3 separate regions of the Mus musculus genome follow, and regions 1 and 2 are each linked to region 3. A link is a contact called in public promoter capture Hi-C data. All regions are on one chromosome and are shown on one strand. The core of a region is the stretch at or near the end of the contact, and the rest is flanking DNA. Distances in the headings are between cores, read along the strand shown.

Evidence for each region. Promoter capture Hi-C pulls out the DNA fragments that hold promoters and counts their contacts.
Region 1: a contact with region 3 is called in a promoter capture Hi-C map of pre-B cells, with 4 times the contacts expected there. The contact joins the promoter of Ndufs3 here to the promoter of Phf21a in region 3. A contact is called at or near these places in 1 of 39 promoter capture datasets (pre-B cells) and 1 of 9 other capture datasets (macrophages).
Region 2: a contact with region 3 is called in a promoter capture Hi-C map of pre-B cells, with 3 times the contacts expected there. The contact joins the promoter of Hsd17b12 here to the promoter of Phf21a in region 3. A contact is called at or near these places in 2 of 39 promoter capture datasets (cranial neural crest and pre-B cells) and 1 of 484 Hi-C or Micro-C datasets (B cells).

The regions. Positions count from the first base shown.
Region 1 is chr2:90,903,207-90,907,559 of GRCm38.p6, reverse strand. Ndufs3 (NADH:ubiquinone oxidoreductase core subunit S3) reads left to right here and starts at 2,839. Exons shown (of 7, transcript NM_026688.3): 1 at 2,839-2,976; 2 at 3,072-3,137. The coding sequence starts at 2,913. Kbtbd4 (kelch repeat and BTB (POZ) domain containing 4) reads right to left here and starts at 2,820. Exons shown (of 4, transcript NM_025991.4): 1 at 2,651-2,820; 2 at 1,277-1,894; 3 at 1-15. The coding sequence starts at 1,865.
Region 2 is chr2:94,155,496-94,160,404 of GRCm38.p6, reverse strand. It overlaps Hsd17b12 (hydroxysteroid (17-beta) dehydrogenase 12), which reads left to right and starts at 2,496. Exons shown (of 11, transcript NM_019657.4): 1 at 2,496-2,695. The coding sequence starts at 2,536. Gm39885 (a long non-coding RNA gene) reads right to left here and starts at 2,241. Exons shown (of 3, transcript XR_866573.3): 1 at 963-2,241; 2 at 513-604.
Region 3 is chr2:92,181,309-92,185,690 of GRCm38.p6, reverse strand. It overlaps Phf21a (PHD finger protein 21A), which reads right to left and starts at 1,509. Exons shown (of 19, transcript NM_001362829.1): 1 at 1,339-1,509.

The DNA.
Region 1 (4,353 bases), core at 1,590-4,089, 1.3 Mb after region 3:
AACATGGAACCCCATCTGTGAGAGCCAAAGGAAGAACATAGTGGCAATATTACTGCGTTTTTAGTGATTTTAAAAAAATATTTTGTGTGTGTTGTGTTTTGTCTGCATATATCTGTATACCACATGTATGCTTGGTATCCATCATCAGATGCCCTGTAACTGGCGTTCCTGGTGGGAATTAAACCATGGTCCTTGGTAGTTTAATTGTAAGAGCAACAAGTGGTTTTAACCACTAAGCAATCTATCCAGTCTCATGAATGGCAATCTTAAAGGGGCTCTTAAGACTTGCACCACAGCTGGCTGTAGTAGAGCATGCCTTTAATCCTAGCATTTGGGAGGCGGAGGTGGAGGTAGGCTTATCTCTGAGTTTAAGGCCAGCCTGGTTTACATAGTGAGTTACATGCAGTCAGGGCTATATAAAGAGACACTGTCTCAAAAAAAGAAAAAAGGACTTGAACCATTTTATTAGACCACCATTATATGTATCTTTATGCACACATAAATATGACGTTAACTTGAAATTGCCCCAGCACTACCATTTTGCAGTGCTGGGACCAAACCCAGAAACTCATATACACCATAGAAACACTACATCACTGAGTCATACTACTAGCCCTGCCTTGCTTTTTAAAAGCAGAGTGGATTGCACAATATGCCATCGTAGTCACCTTTCAGGCTATAGAGTACACATCTAAAGTATAGTTCCACTTCACTGGTTACCTATGGCTATTACCCAAATGTTTCCTATTTTAGATTTTTTTTTTTGGTTTGGTTTGGGTTTTTTTTTTTTTTTTTTTTTTGAGACAGGGTTTTCTGTGTATCTCTGGCTGTCCTAGAACTCATTCTGTAGACCTGGCTGTCCTAGAACTCACAAGAGATCTGCTTGCTTCTGCCTCTGTCTCCCACATGCTGGGATTGAAGGCATGGGCCACCATCCCTAGCTATTTTAGATATACTGATTCATCTTCATCAATTCATTTAAGTCCTGCATACCATCAAGATACAGGGCAGATGAAAACATCAGGCACTTCTTATTTCCTTTTGTGGAAAAGTGATGCAGCTTTTTATTCTTTAGTTACTGTACTGTACTGTCTGACAGTAGCTATGCTGACTCTCAACACCGAACATCAACCTCAATCTAAAATCTACCAGAAAGGGAATTATAATATAAACTAACAACAGTTAGTCACATAAAGTTGGGGTTCTCCTGAGCCAGACCATCTGCTGAACATGACTCTTGCCCAGTTAGGTGTGGTAAGCCCTTTCGTGAGCTTACCTGAGATGATATCAGTGAGTAGATGGTGGGGCAAGTGGAGGAACTCCTCTGTGCTCTGCAGCTGGGCCAGGTGGGTCTTGGCACAGTGCTTGGCAGCAGTGTAGAGCTCGGGGTCACTGTGTCTATCTGCAAGCCACATCACCTGCAGGCAGTTGCCCACCTGTACCGTGCGTGCCAGAAACCGAGAACACTCCTCAAAGAGAGATGTCAGCTGATACATGTCTGACACCTCGTAAATTTCCTGCAGCTCATCAGCTCGAAGTTTCACAGTCCCATGGTATATATAGTCAACTAGGAGCTGGAAAACAGACTCGCTGACATCCTGCAGCACAATCACCCGGTTGTGAGCCTCCTTCAGGTTGGATGTGAACATGGATCGGAAGAAGCAGCTCTGAGCTGACAGGACCAGCCGGTGCAGCTGAAACTCTCGGCCTTCCACTGAAATGGTGACATCAGCAAAGAGCTCCTCCTCTAAACACAGTTTCATGATGCCCTGAGCCACTCGGCCTGAGTGAGACCGGTCTTTGAAAGTATAGTTCACAAAGTAGTTTTCATCCATGGATGCTCCAGGCTCCTCTGGTGACTCCATGGTAGCCAACTTCTCTCTTTGCCAACTATCTGCAAAGCAATATCACCCTAAGTATTTGGGTAATTCACAGACACAGTCCATGAATCCAACTGTCCAAGTCAAGACAGGGAGAAGGGAGACACTGGAGCAAAGTGGGTCCAGAATGGCCTTATTCCTGGTCTTGCCAATGTGGCCTATGCCATTCCTCCAGTTTTCCTGCAGTGGGGCCTCTCCTCCAATGAATTCAATTAAAAGTTCCAACTCTGTTGTTTTTCCTTGAGGTAAAATTGGATATTCCTGATCGTGATGTAACAAAAGACTTGGGACTTAGGTTAGCTCATGAAAAAGACGAAGGAGGAAGCCTATGATCTTAAAACCAAATAATTTGGATATACAACTAATGAGACTCTGGAGAAGCATAATTAGGCCAAACTAAGACATCCAGGTATTGTTGTTACATTCCCTCTTTGCCTGGACATAAGAGTGCAGACCCCCCAATACTGAGGCTTGGGCCTGGACTTCCACTTTTACTCTTTTCTAAGCTGCTGTTTCTTACTTACCTCTCGCTCCAGTGAGTTCTTAAAGAAGCCCTTGAGAGCCCAGCCGTCCCCGGCCGGGGGCACAAGGAAGTCCATAACCCTGTGCAATCTGACCGTGCCACCTGGAGTCGCCTAGGAAACGGTCTCCAAGGAAACCGTCCATCGTCTCCCCCCCCCACCCCGCCCCCCATTAAAAAAGCTTAGCTCAAGAGCCGGCGCGGTGTAGAACTTAGAACCCAGAACGCCCACCCTTTCCCTTTCTCTCACCGGTGCGGTTCGTTGCGTCTTCTTCTCTTCGGCCTCCGCTGTACCGAGATAGGGCTACGTACACCTCACGGTTTCCCCACCTGCGGGTCTTTCTTACCTGCGATACCTCCTTTCATGCCAGGGCTCAGATCCGGAACCTCTGCTTCCCGCCCCGCGTCCGCCCGGAAGAAGAGTCACTGCACATTTCCACTTCCGGTCCGTGCCCTTGGGGCTCCGTGGCCTGCGTGTGTTCTCCGGCTACTTAGTCGGCACACTAAGGAACATGGCGGCGGCTGCAGCCAGGGTCTGGTGTCGTGGGCTCTTGGGGGCCGCTTCCGTAGGCAGGGGTGAGCAAGGAACAGCAGCAGGTTGAGACCACGGGCAGCACGGAGACCTCCCCGAGTCTCACCCGCGCCTTTGTGCCTTTTCTCTCCCTGTGCAGGGGCTGGGCGACCCTCCGTGCTGTGGCAGCACGTAAGAAGGGAGAGCGCGGCGGCTGACAAGCGCCGTGAGTATGTGCGGATGGCGCTTTTTCCCCCAACGTTAGCTGGGGCCTTTCGTTGTTTCTGTCAGATGTTTGTCCTTGCCTTGGAATGTCCTTCCCTCCTGGCAAATCTCTGCTTGTCCTTGGAGATTGCTATGGTCTCCACTTTGCTGTTAGAATCGAGCACTTCCTGTGCCCTAGATATTTGTTCCCTTCTGATCTTGATCGCCTTTTGCTCGTTATCAGGATTTGATTTTTTTTTTTGTCCTCCGATGAAATTGTCTTTGAGCGCAGGTAACAAAAACTTTTGAGACTCAAAGTCCAAAATAATTGTAGCTCACATCAATTTAGTATTTACTAGGCACCTTGGACTTCATAAGAGCCTGATGAGACGCATAACGTTTTACTGTCCATATAGATGTAGATCATGAAGCGGTCCAGATAATTAAATTATTCAGTCACAGTTCCAGTGAACGACAAAGCAGGTCTGTTTCCAAGTGCAGAAAATACTTAATCCTTGATTCTGTGATGTGTGGGTGCTCAAGTACTTGAATGACCCTGTGGTGATTTTATGTTCAGTCAACAGAATCACACTGGGAAATAGAAAGCTTCTTTTCATTCCAGGACATCTATTACACAAAGTGACAGGGGATAGAGTATGGGCAATGAGGTAATCTTTCAGGGTCCTTCAGCCCTGAAGTTCTCTGATTAAGAACTTGGTATAAACAAGTACCAAGAAGGGAAAGAGAAACAGAAGTCTGGTTTCCATCCTTAAAGAGCTCTGAGTCTGAGAGAGGAGCTGCCACTGTTGCATTGTTACCATGAGTACAGGAAGTGAGGAACAGCTGTGGAACAGTGGAGAAAAGAAGCAAAGATTGCCCAACACAGTAACAAGAGTGTATGGACCGAGAAAGAGAAATGGTGTTGCACTCTGAGTTTTTTCTTTTTCTTTTTTTTTAAAGATATTTTTATTTTTTTATGTATGTGAATATACTGCAGCTGTCTTCAGACACAGCAGAGTAGAGAATCGGGTCCCATGTGGTTGCTAGGAATCGAACTCAGGACCTCTGGAAGAGCAGTTAGTGCTCTTAACCACTGAGCCATCTCTCCACTCCCTTCTCCCTGAGTTTTAAACACTTCCTAATTCCTGGAAGGTACTTTACACCTATGCCTCTTAAGATCCTTCAGGGAGGGCTTGGAGAGGTGGCCCAGTGTTTAAGAGCACTGGCTATTCATCCCA
Region 2 (4,909 bases), core at 1,247-3,746, 2.0 Mb before region 3:
CTTTCTTTTCAAACAAGGTATTACTATATAGACAAGGCTGGCCTTGAACTCACAAAGATTGAATGTCTCTGGCTCCAGAATGATGATATTAAAGTCATGAAACACTATACCCAGCTTCTTATATATTGTTTAAAAGAAATTCTACAGCAACAATTGTTATTTGCCAAGACAGCTTCTGAGAGACTAATAATGAAGCGTTTTCCCATATTCTAGTATAAAAACACTTGAGATTTGCATTAGTTGGCAGTAACAGAGCTAAGAAATCTGTCATGGTATATTTTGTTTGCAGAGTGAACAAGCCTTGTTGTAGAACTGGTTATGAGAATTTAATAGAAAAGAAGGGCAACCCCCAGGTTTTGCATCTCGAAGAAATCATGAGTAGTGAGTGGTTCAGCTAAGGAGATGGGGAAGAAAAAGTAAAGATGTGTCTTAGTGACTGTTCTATTGCCATGAAGAGACAACGTGTTCAAAGCAACTTATAAATGAAAGCATTTAATCAGAGACTTACTTACAGTTTCAGAGGGCAAGTCCATGAACAACATGGCAGGGAACATGGCAGCAGGCAGGCATGAATGACTCTGGAGAAGCAGCAGAGAGCTCACATCTAGTCCACAAGCAAGAGGAAGAGAGAGAGAGCATGCTAAGTTGGAATGGCATGAACTTTTGAAACCTCAAAGCCCACCCCCAATGACACACCTCCTCCAACAAGGGCACACCTCCTAATCCTTCCCTAACTGTTCTATCAACTGCTGACCAAGTCTTCAAACATAGGAGCCTGTGAGTGGCATTGCTGTTCCAGCCACCAGAAGAGGCATATGAGGGCAGGTGTGGAGTTTTATTTTTAAATTTATTAAGCTTGAGTGGAGAATGTAGCTCAGTTGATACACTACTTGACTAGCATGTGTAAAGCTCTGGGTTCAATCCCCAGCACTGAAGTAAGAAAAAAAAATGGTGTCACATACCTGGAATCTCAAACCTTGGGAGGTAGAGGCAGCTTAGGATATTTGACATCCTGTCTCAAAACAAAAACAAACAATAAATGTATTGAGCTTGAGTGGAGATATTGAATGAGCCCCTGGACCTCTAAGTAGAGCCTGAACAGCGACTCCATTTGTTTACTTTATGTCTGTCTCCCTGTCCGCTGAAGTACTTCCATGCTCTTCCAGAGATCAGATTTTTGTGTCCCCTTAAAGCTTCCCTTCAGGGCAGGGGAGATTGCTTGGTGGGTAAAGTATTTGCTGCTCAAGCATAAGGCCTGTTTTCAGAGTCAGGGCCACAGCTTGTGCATCAACAAGTGAGTTTCGGTCACCTGTCCTTCCTAAGTCAGCTAAAACAGTCAAATTAATAGTGCAGAACAGCAGGAAAAGAAAAGAATAAAAAAAGATTTGGGAAAAGTTATAAAGAGACCCAGTACCTTCCACCAAAGCCATGTTTTAGGTTCTGATGTGCAGTTATGGTTTAAGAATGGGCCAGAGTAACATAAATCTAAGCAAGTCAAAGTGTGGTCCAGCCAGCTCACCACTGGCCCCTCATTGCCTCCCCTGTAAGGTGTTCTGGAAGTGTTTGCCCACGTTTTAGGTTTTCTTTTATCCCAGCATGAAGTCCCTTGATGGGGGTGAATCGGTTCCTGTTTTGATTTTATTGTTTTGATTGTCTTACAGTAAAAAGTATAGGACACAAATATCTCTTTAATATCCTCCCACAAAACAAAAATAAAATGATTTTGGTTTTTACTGGACCAGGTCCAATAAAAAAATTTGAGTTTCCCAGAATTGCTCCATAAGCTCTGTTCTTGTAGGATACTTTTCATTCATCTTACAACTGTTAACGCTACTACACAGTAGAGTTTTCTGGAATTCCGAATTATTGGGAACAAGTATAAAGTTCATTGTGGGAGCTAAGGCAGTCATTCAAAAAAATGGAGCGAAAGCGTGCTCTGCAGACAAAGGGGAACCGTAAACCTTCATCTGAAAAGTCTGAGGAATTAACAATCCGAAAGCGGTTATTACTAAGACGTAATCACAAGCACTACTCCAGCTCCTCCCGGACTTCTACTATATTCTTCCCTTTCCGGTTCCATTCCTTCCTGAAATGTGAGCTAAACCCAGTTAGGTATCACTGGCCAATCAGCGCGCAGCCTTCCGCAGTCGTAAGGGCCGCCTCTGCCAATGAGAGATCCCTGCGCTTCGGTGGTGCGAGGTAAAGCTTGTGGGCGGAGCCAAACGTTGAGCGGCTTGTGAGCGAGCCACTGTCTTAATACGGAAATGCGGCTCTGAGCGCGCCGAAGGGGATTGTGGGCGGGGCTACGAAACGAAGGCTAACCAATAGGAGACATAGTACGCTTACAGGAAAGAGAAGTCACCAATAGACACATGGATATGACTATGTAGGCGGGTCTTAGACCTAAAGCGTTCAAAAAATCACGTCTATTCGCTGCGTCTTCGCCGTCACGGCGGCACCGCCTCCTCGTCCCATTCATTCTTTTTTTTTTTTTCCTTCCCCATTCACCGTAGTAGTGAGGCCTAGTCACGAGCCATGGAGTGCGCTCCCCCGGCGGCCGGCTTCCTGTACTGGGTGGGCGCGAGCACCATTGCCTACCTGGCCCTGCGAGCCTCGTACTCGCTCTTCAGGGCCTTCCAGGTGTGGTGCGTGGGCAACGAGGCCTTGGTCGGTCCGCGACTCGGAGAATGGGCAGGTGAGTGGAACCACAAGCCGCGACCACGCTGTGGCCCTTGTTCCCCTGTCGCTCGCGCTCAGCGAGCCCGCTCTGGAGCGCGGAAACTTCTCCAGACCCTGAGCGCACTGGCGGGGTGGGTGATCTGACCTGCTGCTGCCTGGTGGGCACGGAGGAGACCTTTCTTAACTCCCCGGACTTGTCCTGTTGGAGCCCTCCTGGGCAGGCGGCCGGAGTCAGGCGCATTGTCCGCTGTGTCCCTTGCAGTGTTTATTTATTTTTTAAAATAAAGTTTTTCACTTGGCTTGAAAACTGGCCCTGTGCTATGGATGAGAGCATAGGTGAAGATAGGAAGAAGGGTTGCAGGGACAACGATTTCAGAAGTTAGGATCTTGGGAAACTTGATTCTCCAGTTACTTGAATTGGGTTTGTTTCATGTAATTTAACAAGTCCTTTTGGGGAGGGGGGAGGTGGAGGCGGTGTCGGAGGAAATCTTGGTAAATTATTCTGGAGTTTCAATGACTAAGAAGCGCTGTTCTGGGAAAACAAAGTCTTCCTATCGTATTCAGTACTTTTTGCAAGAGTTTGCGGAAAATGTCTTTACAAAAAGTGACCAAAACACGCGAACCTTCTTCTTTTCAGTTGACAGATTTTAAAAATGAGAACGAAGGTCGTATCAGAGAAGTTGAGAAAATCCTAGTTCAGCCCTCTCACCTTTGTTTCTATTTTTTGAGAGAAGGGCTTTAAAACAAACACCCATGTAATCATGATGTATGTGTGGCTCTCTGGTGTTTTGTAACTCACTGTTCACGACTCAAACATTTTATAGAATATTGGGGTGCGGTTGCCTACGGACTAAACACAGGACAGAAATCATGTTACTTTTCAGGTTTGTTCTGTTCATTAAAGAACATTTAAACGACTTAGAAAAGACATGACAGTTAATCTTTTGGGACAACACCCTAATAATAGGAGAAAATATTTCAAGTAGAAATGAGTTTGTGAGCCCCTTTCCTTGATGTGGGGCAAACAGTGATTTTATACAACTTTCCAAAATCACTTTTCATAGTCCCTGGGGGAAAAAGTGCTCGCTGTGATTAAGATTCAGATGATATAATTTCACAATTGACTTGGTCAGTTTCTTTGTTGTCAGCTTGGAAAAAGTTGTTTGTTGGCTTATTTTTATTTTTTTTTAAGTCAATGCAACAGTAATCCCATAGGAAATCAGTTATCCAATAAAATGAAACTTGCAAAGAAAGCCCAGTGTTGCTTTAGCTTTATTATTGTAAATTGTTTGCACAGTCTAAAACGCAGAGTGAAAGTCAAGGGTTTGCCACGTTCAAGGTAGGTTTGGCTCCATCCAGACAAAGGGAAACTGGTAAAAATTAGGAAAGCATTTCTGGCAGATTTAGAAAAGAAATTTGACCTAGAACATTGGGATATGAAAGAGAACTGTGGTGTCATATGGAAGTGAAGTATAGTTGGGGTCAATTGTTTGGGGTTTTGGTTTTTTTTTTTTTTTTTTTTTTTTTTTTTTTAATGCTTAAGCAAAAGAAATGATAAGCAAGATGGCTTAGCAGGTAACGGCACCTGGCCTACACTTGACAGCCTGATTTCCATGCTCAGGATTATCCACAGAGGAGAGACTGACTTCTCTCCACATGAATGCTTTGGTACAGATAGCACCTCCCCAGATAAAACAGCACCCCTCCCCCGAGGAAATGTAAACTAAGTCCTCACTTGTAACTCATAAACATATGTATGTAACCTACATCTTTAAACACTTTCTTACTCTTCAAATTCAGATATTTCAGAACTAGGATTCAGATGAGTTCTTCCTTGGCAGCGGTTGGGTGGGAGTAGCATACTATGTAGAAGACAGACTAGCAGAGGCAGCACCTGGGGTCCCGGTAAGCTGTGGTTAGGCATTGAGCTGGGGAGAGTTGGGATAGTAGGGTTAATGCTAATATGTAGGCAGCATTGTTTTCTCCCTTACAGGATTGCTGTCTCAATCTTGAGTGCTCATTCCTGGGTGATCTGTAAATACATGCTAGTGGGAAGCATTCTTAGGGTGCTCTAATTTCAGTCCGTGATGTTAATTTATCTTCTTCTCTATAGACAGTTAAATAGTTTATTCTGTAGAAATTAGTAGTGGTTCAGTTTTTGTCAACTTGGCATAAGCCTGGGTCATCTGGGAGGAGGACATTTAAGTTGAGAAAATGCACTCATCAGATT
Region 3 (4,382 bases), core at 260-2,759:
GTGCAAGCCACAAGACAAAGTTGAAAGGAGACCTCTCTCGCCCGGTGCCCCAGTGTCCACATCAAACCCCTCCCCTGCCAGGGCCACCTTGCAGCTACCCACCATTGCGAGCGTGGTCAAGGGAGGAAGAGGAGGTAGGAAAAAAAAGAGAGCGAGCGAAGAGAGAGAGAGAAAGAAATCCTAACAGCACCGCTCAGCAGAATAAAGAGAGCAGAGAGAGGATGACGAGAAGTGTTGGGAACTGCGTGCACCGCGGGGCTGGACCAAACGGAAAGAGTCCCACTCCGCGCGCCCCTCCCCCCGCGGCCCGGGGGGGAGGGGCGGCCGCGGCCCCTCTCTGAGGGGCCTGCGAGTCCCCGGCCCGCGCGGGGTCCCGGGGCGGCCGGCCGGCGGCGACGGCGGGAGGGCCGCCCCAGGGTGAGGGGTGCAGGCGGACTCCTCGGAATAACAAGTTGCAGAAGAAGAAGAATAAGCGGAATTTCCCCAACGCTGCTCCGGCCACCCAAGACAAATGCACCAACACACACTCACTCACACACACTCGGGCCCGGCAGCGTCAGCAGCCGCAGCTTTTTTTTTTTTTTTTTAAACCAGATCTCTCAGTCACCAAACAAGATGGTTTTCCCAAAAAAATATTTTTTAAAATTAAATAACCATAATAAAAACTTCCCCCCGACAGCATCCCAGGGGGTGGGGGTGGGGAAGGGGCCCAGGCGGCCATCCCCTGGCCGCAGGCACTCGCGGGGGGCGGCCTCGGCCCGCGCCCCCCGCCCCTGCGGCCCCCCAGCCCGACCCCCCACGGGGACTCTGTGTCGCCCCCTCGCCGCCACCCCCGACGCGCCGCCCCTGTCACCCGCTCTGGCCCTGTACTCAGCGCCCAGGCTCCCGAGGCTGCTCATAAACTTACTTCCAATCTATCCTAGGGAGGGGTGGAGGGCAGAGGGGAGGAAGGGGGGAGACGAGGTATTCCCATTGTCTTTTTTTTTTTCCTGGAGGGGGGGGGGAGAGGAATAGGAAAAGGGCACGCAGGGGGGCGCCCCGAAGGGGAAGTTATTGCTGAAATCTCAAGTTGACTGAGGGGTCCTGACAAGAACACCCCCTTTCCCTCCTCCCTCCCACACACCCCTCCCCTCCCCCTACCTCCCCCCCACAACAAACTCCAAGCAAGCAGCCCCTGCTCCTTCCCAGAGACAAACACCAGAGACAAGACAGAGGGAGAGAGGGAGGGGGGGAAGGGGGAGGGAGGAGAAATAGAGCTACTCAAGAAAAAAAGAGAGAGAGAGAGAGAGAGAGAGAGAGTGAGGAAAAGAGAGAATGGAAAAAGCTGGGATACTGCACCCTCCTGCTGCTGGCTGGCTGTCCCCCCTGGCAGCTGGAGGCAGGAACTCTGAGCAGGAGAAGCAGGAGGAGGAGGAGGAGGGAACTCTTCTTCATGGGGAGGGAGGGAAGAGGCTGGAGCTGCCGCTGCTGCTTCTGCTGCTGCTGCTCTGGGCCTCTCGCACTTTTTAGATATTAGTGTGTTAAGATGGTAGGTTGTTCCCTTCTCCCTCCTCCTCCTCCTCTCCTCTCTCTCACTCACTCACACTCTCTCTCTTTCTCTCTCTCTCTCTCTCTCTCTCTCTCTGGGCTGTTTCTTTCCTCCTCTTCCCCAGGCAAGGGGGGGTGGGGAGGAGGGGGTGGGGGGGAGGAACTGGAGCCTCCTCCTCCTCCAGGAGAGACACACACAGGCCCCGGGCCGGAATGGGGAGGGAGGAATCAGAGCAGCAGGAGAGAAACTGTGGGAGACAAACAAGCCCAACTCTTCATCCTCCTCCTCCTCCTCTCAGCAGCAGCAGCGAGCACCACCAGCCCATTCACCACCCGGCCCCGGGCCGCAGCACCTCCGCCGCCTCAGCCCGGGGATCCCTCCGCCCAGGCCCAGACACACTCGCCCGCGCGGGAGCCCGCCGCGCGGCCCCGCCGGCCCGCCGCCGCCGCCGTGCGCGCCCCCGCCGCTCCCGAGAGCCGGGCGAGAGGGACTGGAGCTGGGGAAGCGGGGACGAGGGAAGAGCGGGCGGGCGGGCGGGGGGCCGGGCGGAGCTGGACCGCGACGGTCCCGGGCCGCCCCGCGCCCCTGCGTGCGAGCCCGTCGCTCGCGGGAGGCGCCGGGGACCCCCACGGGGGCACGGGGCGGCGGCGGGGGCCCGCGGCGGCGCTCGGGCGGGCGGACTACTTGACGTGTCGGTGCGGCGAATTTATTTCACTTTGCCTAAGGAACGGGGTGTGCTGCGGCACCCATTGCCTAGGGAAAAAACCCGGATGTAAAGTGAGTGAAACTAAACTAGAGTGAAGTAGGGCAGCAGCAGCCAAACTCCGGTGCAGCGGCGGCGGCGGCGCTGGGGCCGAGCGGCCGCCAAACTCCCGGCCCGCCGCCGCGTCGCAGCCCCGGCCAGGCCCGAGCCCCGGTCCCCTCCCGCCGTTGAGAGCTGCTGGGGGGCTCCCGAGCAACCCCAACTCCCTCCAGTGCAACAGCAGTTTGCAGGGGTGGGGGTGGAAAGGAGGCAGGAGCGAGGAGGAAGCACTGCAATGGGGGAGCGAGTGGTCCAGGCAACAGGAGAAGATGCAAGCTCAAGTCGAATGCAACATGCAATCCCCGGCCACCCCGCCCCCTTTGCAAATAACTACCCTTGAACCACTTTATTAGCCGTGCCGAGTCCCACTCTAGCTCCGGGGAGGGGCGGGGGACGGGGTCCTTCGCTCACCTTTATTTATTGCTGCTTTCTGCCCCCCTCTCCATGTTTTTTATTCCTAAGTTCTTTTGTTCTAAGGGGGATGATGGCATTTACTTTTCTGCTTTGTGTAGCAGGGCAATCACTGGGAATCGGCCACGTATAATCCGGCGGTTTGTCATATTTTATTAGTGAAAGTATTTTATGCCTAGTCCACCTCCAAGGACTGTAACATGGAGAACTGCAGGGGCGGGGGTTGGGGGGGACGACATCAGAAGAATTCTTGTTTTCAGAGATTTCTTGGCTGAGCGGGGAGGGCCTTTTTTTTTTTTTTTTAATCATTGAGGAGGTTCATTTAAATTATTAAATCGATAGTTTTCAACTTGAAGCTTAATGCTCTTGCACGGGTGAATTGTTGGGTTATAAAATAACCCCCAACCACAATTTTTTTTAAAAGTAAAAAAAAAAAAAAAATCTTAGCTCTTAAAAAAAAAAATCCCATCTGGACAGTGATCTCTGTTCTGAGCTGCACGCTGGACTTAACGTAGTGTTAGCCTTCCTATGTTAAATAACAATAAACCTCAACCTCAACGGAATACAAATGGGGGCTGGGGGTGGTTTTGTTTTTAAGGCTCAGCACTTTTGTAGCATCTGCCACTACGCATTTTCCAGGCATTGATTAACCATGCAACTCCCATAGGCATGAAGTCCAGTTTTTGCAGATAAAGAGCAACAGTAGTAAGATGATTTGCCCAAAGTCAAAGGGAGTCGCTGGCAAGACCAGGGAGAGCCTTAGACTTGATTTGTTACTAGTCACGTCTTTTCCATTAAATAATATTTTCTCCAGGAAATAGTATTTAAAAATAAGCGCACAGTCTTTATCTTACCAGAGGGGCTTTGAGATCACTGGATATGAAGAGGTTTTCTTCTGTGAACTGCAAATTTTAAATTTAGCTTCTCAAGAGAAGGCATTTTTTTTTAAATTCTGATTTCTTAAAAGTAAAAAAAGTGAACTTTATTTTCGTGTATAGGCCATTTAGTAGTAGTTTTAGGTTAAAAAGAATTCACAGCAGAAAGTGTAAGAGTTTGAGAGTAAAACCTGAAAGTCCCTATTAATGATTCAGGAAGCCTGGATGAACTCATACTATGAAATAGCTCAACCTGTACGGCAGTGAGGATAAATAACAGGAGGAGAGTTGGCGCTAAGATTTCAGCACTAGGGGTAACCGATGTATTTAAGATGGGCACGGGGCTCAAACTGTAGTAGTGCACCATTGTAACAGTAATCTAAGGTGTCATTTCAAATCATTCCAAGATGGCAACATTGTTTTTTTCCAGAGGAAAGTGGCCTTAGTGTTCTTTTTGGGAGGAAAAAAAAAGTGTGTATGCACTGGGAGGTTAGAGAGTAGTCATGTTCAACTTGGGTGTAGATGTGTAAGTCCTTACAGAGCAGATCAGCAAACATTTTCTGTAAAAGCCCAGATTGTAAATATCTTAGATTTTAAGTAGGTAAGCCAACCAACAATTTGTTACCTCTTGTTGCTCTAACAAAATCCTTTGCAGACTACATGTAAACAAGTGTGTCTGAATAAGTGTTCTAATAAAGTTTTATTTTACATATTGTCATTTTTAATTGCATATGCTTTTCACGCTATAAAATGTGTTTTGTTTTAT